2 separate regions of the Pan troglodytes genome follow, and region 2 is linked to region 1. A link is a contact called in public Hi-C data. All regions are on one chromosome and are shown on one strand. The core of a region is the stretch at or near the end of the contact, and the rest is flanking DNA. Distances in the headings are between cores, read along the strand shown. Region 1 overlaps MCF2L (MCF.2 cell line derived transforming sequence like). Region 2 holds the start of LOC129135245.

Region 1 (4,593 bases), core at 1,072-3,571:
AAAGCGAAAAGTGATTTAAAAATTTTAGCATGAGTTATCAAAAGCTCTAGAATTTCAACAAATACAAATGGAAGAGAGTTTAAAATTTCAAAGAGAAATATTCTCAAAACATGATACCCCAGAAGAGCCCGGGCTTGCGTGCTGATGAGCTCAGGTTTCCAGTCTGAACACGCAGCAGCTCCTCACCTGTCTGAAGCCACATGGAAGCCACAGGGACAGTCCCAAAGAGAATAAGAAAATTAGAAGAATAAAGTACACGGCACAAACCCATCTCTCCATGGGCCCCTCCTCATCAATTCACCATCTACATGTTACTTTTGTACATCTATGATGAATGTCAGTGCCAACCCAATTATTGCTTTTGACAACCACACTTACTGAAGGTACAGACTGTGCCAGGCACACTTTATCACTCTCCCACTAGACAGAACCGCCATGATGCAAGATGCCATCCCATTTCACAGACCAGGGCATGAGGCCATGTGAGCATCCAGGCTTGTCTCCCACTCACTGTGTCTTCCTGCTCAGCAGGGCAGGAACTGCTGCTCAAGGTCAAAAAGGCATCCCAGAAGAATGGTGCCATCACTGCAAAGCAGTCACTACTTTAAACAAATCTCATAAAAAAAGATCCCAAAGATAGTGAATCAAAATCATTTCTTTATATAATAAGCACTTTAAAAAACATTAATAGACTTTATATTTTAGAGCAGTTTTGGGTTTTACAGAAAAATTGAGCAGAAAGTACAGGGAGTCCTCATATACTCCCCCTCTGCCCCACTTCCTTCCACAGTTATTATAACTTCTTGCATTGGTGGCCCATACATTACAATTTGATACATCATTACTAACTAAAGCATATCGTTTACTTGAGGGTTCATGTTTCCTGTTATGCAGTTTTGGGTCTTGAGAAGCGCATAATGTCATGGATCATGCAGAATAGTTGCACTGCCCTAAAACTCCCCTGTGTGATAAACACTTTTTAAAATCAAAAAGGCAATGGAACTTTCTGTATGAGACTGCAATGGTAGATATGTATATAGAGCACCAAGACTGAGCCTAAACAGCAGCTCCAGGCAGGACCCCACTCCCTTCAGGGCCCACCCTGCATCATCTTCCTCAAATGTTTTAAACACAAAAAAAATAGTGGTGCCTAATTGGCATTGCATCGATTTTCTTAAGAGCCAGGACTAACACAAAGTGATTTCAAAGCTTCCATTAGGACACCATGAACACTGGGCCCACGGTGGTGGCATCAGGCAGACCTTGCTCCCTTCTGCACAGAGCTTGCAGAGAAAGCCCAGGCAAGTAGGGTGGAGGGCCTTCCCTAAGAGGCTGATTCCCTGGCTCTTTCAGAAGTTCAGGTTTGGCCGGGCGCGTTGGCTCACGCCTGTAATCCCAGCACTTTGGGAGGCCAAGGCGGGCGGATCACAAGGTCAGGAGATCGAGACCATCCTGGCTAACACAGTGAAACCCCGTCTGTACTAAAAATACAAAAAATTAGCCGTGAGCCGAGGTTGCGCCACTGCACTCCAGCCTGGGCGACAGAGTGAGACTCCGTCTCAAAAAAAAAAAAAAAAAGAAGTTCAGGTTTAGCGGGACAGGACTGACAGATTGACAGCTCTTCTGCGGCTTAGCACTGGTGGTGCCTAGCCTTTCTGGAACGCATACTAGGAACGCGACCCTTGAGCAGGCGGCATCCCCCAACTCCACAGACAGACCCAGGTGTTCACCCAGGCCAGATGGAGCCGTAACAACGTCTGTGCTGCCCCCAGACACCAGAGCACACATACGCTGTACGGATTGGCCCAGTCTGCGAACCCCACTCATGACGGGGCCAGAGCAATGGATTCCCAGTAAATGAGGGTCATGAGCTTGCTCTTCACCCGGGACCCTCCCTTCATGGCCCGGGACCCACCCCTCACCCGGGACCCTCCCTTCATGGCCCGGGACCCTCCCCTCACCCGGGACCCTCCCTTCACGGCCCGGGACCCTCCCCTCACCCGGGACCCTCCCTTCATGGCCCGGGACCCACCCCCCTGTCGGGACCCTCCCCTCACAGCCCGGGACTCCCCTCACGGCCCGGGACCCTCCCCTCACGGCCCGGGACCCTCCCCTCATCCCCCGGGACCCTCCCCTCACGGCCCGGGACCCTCCCCTCACGGCCCGGGACCCTCCCCTCACGGCCCGGGACCCTCCCCTCACCGCCCGGGACCCTCTCTGCGCCCCTGGCCCGCAGGGCTCAGCTCCTCAATGCTGGTCTGAGAGGCCCGAGAGCGTCTCCCTCTCAGTTCTCAGTTCTCGGGGCCGCGCTGTCCCCGCTGCCACCGAGATCCCCTCACCCCGCCTACTACGCCTCCCGCCAGGTCCTTCCTGTCCGCCTGAAGCCTGTGGAGGCTTCCAGAAAGTGCTCCCAGATCTCCGCCGGCCCGAGCCGAGCCACCGCAGGCTGCTCGGGCCCCCGGCGGTGTGGTCCCTCCGGAGGGAACTGCGAGCGCTCCCGCCTTCCCCGTCTGTCCCCGGGTAAGGGACTGGCCGGCAGGGTCCCGCCCCCCGCGCGTCCTCTGCCCCCAAGCCCCCGACCCCAGGCCCTGGGCGCCTGCACGGGGCCTCCTCCTTGAAAGGCGCGGAGTGTCGGCTCTGGCTGCGGTGTTGCAGGCGCAGGCTCCCTGGAAGGCACCGCGCCGGGAAGAGCGGCCCGTCTCTCAAAGCCCGGGCCGCCGCGCCCCGGCCCCTGCAACCAAGGCGGCGCCTCTCCCGGGCGCCGGCGCCCTCCGTTGGGCCTGCTGGGCGTTCACGCCTGCGGCGCGGAGCCGGGAACCGGGAGCTGGGAGCCGCCGCCCTCCCCGCGCCTGGGCTCTGCGGCCGGGGGCCCTAGAGCTCGACCGCGACCCCCCAACCACAGCCTCGGGAGTGCGGCGCACAGCGTCGGGACTCAGCACCCGCGCCGCGGGCACAGGCGTGGCCGCCCCACCTGAACTCAGGCTGCTCAAGGAGGCGAGGCCTCCCGCGGTGCGAAAGCCCAGGGCCCACGCAGGCGGCGGCGAGCACCGGAGCAGCCCGAGACGCACGAAGGCCGCGCGCGAGGCCCGCGAAGCAAGGCGCGCAGTGTCCTTGTCCTGACCTAGCCGAGGGCTCCAAACATTGTGCTTGAATAGTAGAACAAGCAAACGATTTTGCCCCATAGAAGATCCGATGAGCCCTAAATACATATTCCTCCTCCAGCTCGTCTGTCCTGGCAGCGCCGGCAGGGACCAAAGGGGCGGACGCGCTGCGCCCCCACTCCTGAGCCGCCCCGGCCCTCAGGAAACTCAGAAGGAACCGCGGGCCCCTATGAGCCCGAGGGAGCACCACAGAAACCCTTGGAGGAGACACAGGAGAACGTCCTTGTAGTCTTAGATTAGGTGGTGGCTTCTTAGCACACAAAAAGCACAACTAACAACAACAACAAAAAATAGACCAATTAAACTTCATCACAATGTAAAACTTTTATGTTTTATAAAACACCATCAAGAAAGTGAATACAACCTACACAATTGGGAGAATGTTTGCAAATTTGTATCTAATAAGCGATTTGCCTCCAAAACACATTAAGAACTCCCACAACTCAACAGTAAAAAGACAACCGTATTCACGTGTGAGTAAACCCTTAAAGATAAAATGGCCAATAAGCATATGAAAAGATGGTCAACATCATTAGTTGTAAGGGAAATGTAAATTAAAACCACAATGATATACGCTTCACCTGCACTGGGACGGCTAGAATAAAAAAAGACAGAAAAGACAGATAAGAACAGCTGTTGGGGAGGATGTGGAGAAATCAGAACCCTCCCACATGCCTGCTGGGAACACAGAACAGTGCAGCCGCTGTGAAAGACAGTCTGTCAGTTCCTTACAGAATTAAACAAAGGCCGGGCGCGGTGGCTCATGCCCATAATCCCAGCACTTTGGGAGGTCGAGGCTGGAGGATCGCTTGAGTCCAGGTGTTTGAGACCAGCCTAGGCACATGGTGAAACCCTTTCTCTACTAAAAATACAAAAAAGTAGCCGGATCTGGTGCTGCGCACCTGTAGTCCCAGCTACTTGGGAGGCTGAGGCAGGAGAATTGCTTAAGCCTGGGAGGTGGAGGTTGCAGTGAGCCGATATCGCACCACTGCACTCCAGCCTGGGTGACAGAGCGAGACTGAAAAAAAAAAATAATAATAACATACAGTTACCGTACGACCAGGCGATTCCACTCTTACCTATATCCTTAAAAGAAATAAAAACAACTTACATCCACATTAAAACTTGTACATGAATGCTCACAGCAGCACTATTCACAATGGCCAACAGCAGAAACATCCCAAATGTCCACCATCTGATGAACGGATGAAGTGTGCTCTATCCAGACAAGGGACTATTAGGCAGCCATAGGAAGGAGGGAGGTTCTGATCCATGCTACAACATGGGTGAACCTTGAAAACTGCTGAGGGAAGGCAGCCAGACACAAAAGGCCACAAGTCATATGATCCCATTTACATGACATGTCCAGGATGGGCGACCATAGCAACAGAAAGTAGATTCGTGGTTACAAGGGATTGAAGAGAAGGGGGGA
Region 2 (4,261 bases), core at 1,428-3,927, 84 kb before region 1:
GAGAACCAGGGAGGAATGTGTGGAAACCGCCTGCAGCATCGCAGCCTTGCCCCACCAAGCCGGTCCCATCAGCCCCTCAGGGAGCTCGGCCGCTCGGCCCGAGACCCAGCCCCTCCACCGTGCACTCAGCTCAGCCAGCAGAGCCTGGCGCATGGGGGGTGCAAGATTCTCACAAAAGACAAGAGACTGAGGTCAAAACCACAAACCCAACACACAGTGATTTGGGGCTACCAGGACACCGCCGTGTCCAGGGCTTTGACCATAGTCAGTCACGAGCCCCCTTCTTTCTGCCCACCAAGACGTCCTGCCCCCGAAAGGCCCACCAGTGAGGGTCCCCGCTCCGCCAGCTCCCACCTCAACCCGCCAAGTGGACAGAGGTGCCCACCGCTCTCCCTCTCCTTGAGGCATGACTGCAGAGGCTGGCTGCTGCCAACTGGTGGTTATGTGATATTTATCGGGATCAATGTGCTGTTTTCCAGGTCAGGCCAATGCGCTGAGCTCTCAGTTACCAGGCCCAGTGCGCTGTTGTCTTTAAAGACTGAAGAATGAAGAACCTTCACGGTAATGGCTACGGCTGCACTTTCACGCTGATGGTTAAACATCTCCTCTGTGTTTTGCCACCTTATGTAATGTGAGGGATACAGATGCCATATTTAAGGATATTTCTGTTTTTACTTGGTGTGTGTTCACTATACCCCAAATGGAAGCAGCAACTACACTGTCTGGTGTGAGGCTGACATTCTCAGCATCTTCCTGGAGGCTGGGATGAGCACATCAGATGCGAGACCCCCGCGGCACCCCTCCCAAGTCAGCCTGCAGCTCACCGGCCTGACGCTGCTCTCCTGCCGGCCGCTGGGGAGACACAGAACTGGGCTCCCTACCTTTTCAGAGGACGGGGACCCAGCTCTGCCTGGAACAAAACAAAAAACTGCAGCCTGAGGGAACCATTTTTGTTAACCGGATTTTCTGGTACCTCTGGGGTCAGTTCTTTCCTGGAAAGGGCAGGAGGCGGCCACGCCCCCAGGGCCTGGCCACGCCCCCAGGGCCTGACCACGACACAGACAGGCCACATGGACGGGCTCTGCTCCCATGAGCATCAGGCCCCGTGCAGACGGGCTCCTCGGCATTAAGAACACAGAAGCCCTCGCACCGCAGAACTCTGCTGATCGAACGGGCATGCGCAGTGACGGTATACGAGGGAGCACAGCAGCGCTCAGGCTAAGTCAGATCCTGACTGCTGAGCAACTGGGCCTCCAGGTGGGCCTCCGAGCTCCAGGAAAGAACGGCAGCTCGGGAGCGAAAAAGCTGGATTCGGACCCCAGATCAGATCTGAGGCAGACTCCTGAGCTCCTCGGAACCATGACGCTGACAAAGCTCTAACCCCTCAGCAAAGCCACGGGGAACTCAACGATGGCTCCCAGAGACCCTAATTCATCCTGCAGTCATGGGGACCCCACCATGGTGGAACCTCACAGAGACTCTGCCCCGACCCACAGTCACGGGGACCCCAGCCTGGTGGAACCTCACAGAGACTCTGCCCCGACCCACAGTCACGGGGACCCCACCATGGTGGAACCTCACAGAGACTCTGCCCCGACCCACAGTCACGGGGACCCCAGCCTGGTGGAACCTCACAGAGACTCTGCCCCGACCCACAGTCACAGGGACCCCACCATGGTGGAACCTCACAGAGACTCTGCCCCATCCCAAAGTCATAGGGACCCCACAATGGGGAAACCTCACAGAGACTCTGCCCCATCCCACAGTCACAGGGACTCTGCCCCAACCCACAGTCACGGGGACCCCAGCCTGGTAGAACCTCACAGAGACTCTGCCCCGTCCCAAAGTCACAGGGACCCCACAATGGGGAAACCTCACAGAGACTCTGCCCCAACCCACAGTCACAGGGACCCCATGACGGGGAAGCCTCACAGAGACTCTGCCCCAACCCACAGTCACGGGGACCCCACAATGGGGAAACCTCACAGGGACTCTGCCCCAACCCACAGTTACGGGGACCCCACCCTAGTGAAACCTCACAGGGACTCTGCCCCGTCCCACAGTCACGGGGACCCCACAAAGGAGAAATCTCACAGGGACTCTGCCCCGACCCACAGTCACGGGGACCCCACCATGGTGAAACCTCACAGGGACTCTGCCCCAACCCACAGTCACGGGGACCCCACCCTAGTGAAACCTCACAGGGACTCTGCCCCGTCCCACAGTCACGGGGACCCCACAAAGGAGAAATCTCACAGGGACTCTGCCCCGTCCCACAGTCACGGGGACCCCACAAAGGAGAAATCTCACAGGGACTCTGCCCCGTCCCACGGTCACGGGGACCCCATAACGGGGAAACCTCACAGAGACTCTGCCCCGTCCCACGGTCACGGGGACCCCACCCTGGTGAAACCTCACAGAGACTCTGCCCCGACCCACAGTCACGGGGACCCCACCATGATGAAACCTCACAGAGACTCTGCCCCGACCCACAGTCACGGGGACCCCATGACGGGGAAATCTCACAGGGACTCTGCCCCGACCCACAGTCACGGGGACCCCATGACAGGGAAATCTCACAGGGACTCTGCCTCATCCCATAGTTGCAGGGACCCCACCCTGGTGAAATCTCACAGGGACTCTGCCCCAAACCACAATGTCTGCCGGGCTCTGGGCGCACGTACCTGGGGATGCTGGTGAGGTAGGTCATGACATTCTGGAACTCCTTGTCCGGAATCTCGCTGAAGGCCGGGTAGTCAGGGAAGGTGATGACCGGGCTTCCGTCCTGCCCCCGCCCACCTGGGGAGAGACCAGAGGCAGACCCTTAGCCGAGGGCTCCATGCCCCCGGGGGTTCCACAGATGTCGGCCTGTTTTCATCAGCACCCAGTATTTCAGTTAAAACCGAGGCATGTTCTTCATCGTTACATAATTTTTATTTGAAAGAAATGTGTGCTGCTTGAAGAAAATATTTGGAAAGTACACAAAAGTGATGTGAATTTAGACAATCACTCATTATTTTGGCCACCATGGGACAGCTACCGTGACAATTCAACATGTTTCTTTCCAAGCCCTTTTCTATGGGCTTTTTTAACCTTGTTGAGGTGATACTGCATAGAGAAGCTTGTCTCCTGCCTCCTTCCTGACACTGAGAACAAACCGTTTCCATGCTTTTAAACAATGTAACCATTATTTTAAATATTGCATAATATTCCATATACGCATGTGCACTAATAACCTGCCTAACTGTACTGTTTGTGGGTATCGTCTAGCTTCTCCGACATTGGCACCTTTTAAGCAATTCAATTCCAAAGAGCTCCATTCGAACACTGACTTTGGAGTCACACAGGCTGGGCTCCAGGTCTGCCTGCTGGAGCCGGCCACTGACCCTGCCACACTGCCTCGGCCGGACGGAGTCCATTTCCCTCCCCCGAGCCTGGGTCCGGCCTTGCGATCTGTTTTGCCCACAGGACTTGGCGGAAGTGAGCCTGGGACTCAGGACACTGCAGCTGCCCTCTCATGCCCTGTAGTCATTGGGCAGGTGGTCCCACGACCCTGCATCCACCTGCTCTGAGGAGGCCAGTACCCAGGGTTGAGGGTGGACTTTGTGAAAGGGCAGGGAGGTGGAGGTGCGGGACTGCAGCCCCCAGGACCTCCCAGCCCAGCCCCCACGAGGACACAGCGGCAGCCCCCAGGACCTCCCAGCCCAGCCCCCACGAGGACACAGCTGCAGCCCCCAGGACCTTCCAGCCCAGCCCCCACGAGGACACAGCTGAGCAGAGGACACAGTCAGTGCCCCGTGGAGTGAAGAACCACCTGGCTGAGCCCTTTTGGAACTTCTGAGCCACTAAATGAAGAATAAATCTGTAAAATAGGGCTTCTCAAGCTAACTAAGTTTAGGGTAGCTTTGTATGGAGAACAGATCATGGTGGGTTCGCCGCCCTCATCCACGTCCTCACTGAGGAGACCCAGGGCGCACACAGCCTCCGACAACTGCAGCTTTGTCTCGTAACAGCGACAGTCCCCCGCCGCCTCGCGCCCCCCACAGCCACTACCTCCAGCTTCCGGAACTTCTGCTTCTGGGTCTTGGCCAAGCCCAGCCACGCCAGGCAGGGCGGCTTTACCATCCAGTGATCCCGGGACGCTGGGCCCGCGAGGCTCCTTGCGGGCGTCTCCTCAGTACAGGGCTCCGTGGCCTCCTCCCGAGTCCTTGTCGGCACCCCTCAATGGGACACGACTCATTATCTGATACAATTGTTCTCA

The links. A called contact is a pair of places that touch in the nucleus more often than the background predicts.
Region 2: a contact with region 1 is called in a Hi-C map of stem cell-derived neural progenitor cells, with 6 times the contacts expected there. The contact joins the promoter of LOC129135245 here to the enhancer-like site in region 1. A contact is called at or near these places in 3 of 7 Hi-C or Micro-C datasets (blood, induced pluripotent stem cells and stem cell-derived neural progenitor cells) and 1 of 1 other capture datasets (stem cell-derived neural stem cells).

Annotation. Positions count from the first base shown.
Region 1 is chr14:118,567,264-118,571,856 of NHGRI_mPanTro3-v2.0_pri, reverse strand. All of the region lies in intron 2 of MCF2L (MCF.2 cell line derived transforming sequence like), which reads right to left. Among named protein-coding and RNA genes, the nearest start is that of MCF2L, 56 kb to the right of the region's middle. Within about 2 kb of position 2,321, at least 12 of the 24 cell types and tissues checked have an H3K27ac peak or open chromatin away from gene starts, as enhancers often do. A contact at or near this core is called in stem cell-derived neural progenitor cells and stem cell-derived neural stem cells, where this site is marked.
Region 2 is chr14:118,652,261-118,656,521 of NHGRI_mPanTro3-v2.0_pri, reverse strand. It overlaps LOC129135245, which reads right to left and starts at 2,677. Exons shown (of 2, transcript XM_063792366.1): 1 at 1-2,677. MCF2L (MCF.2 cell line derived transforming sequence like) reads right to left here. Exons shown (of 30, transcript XM_054665592.2): 4 at 2,685-2,799.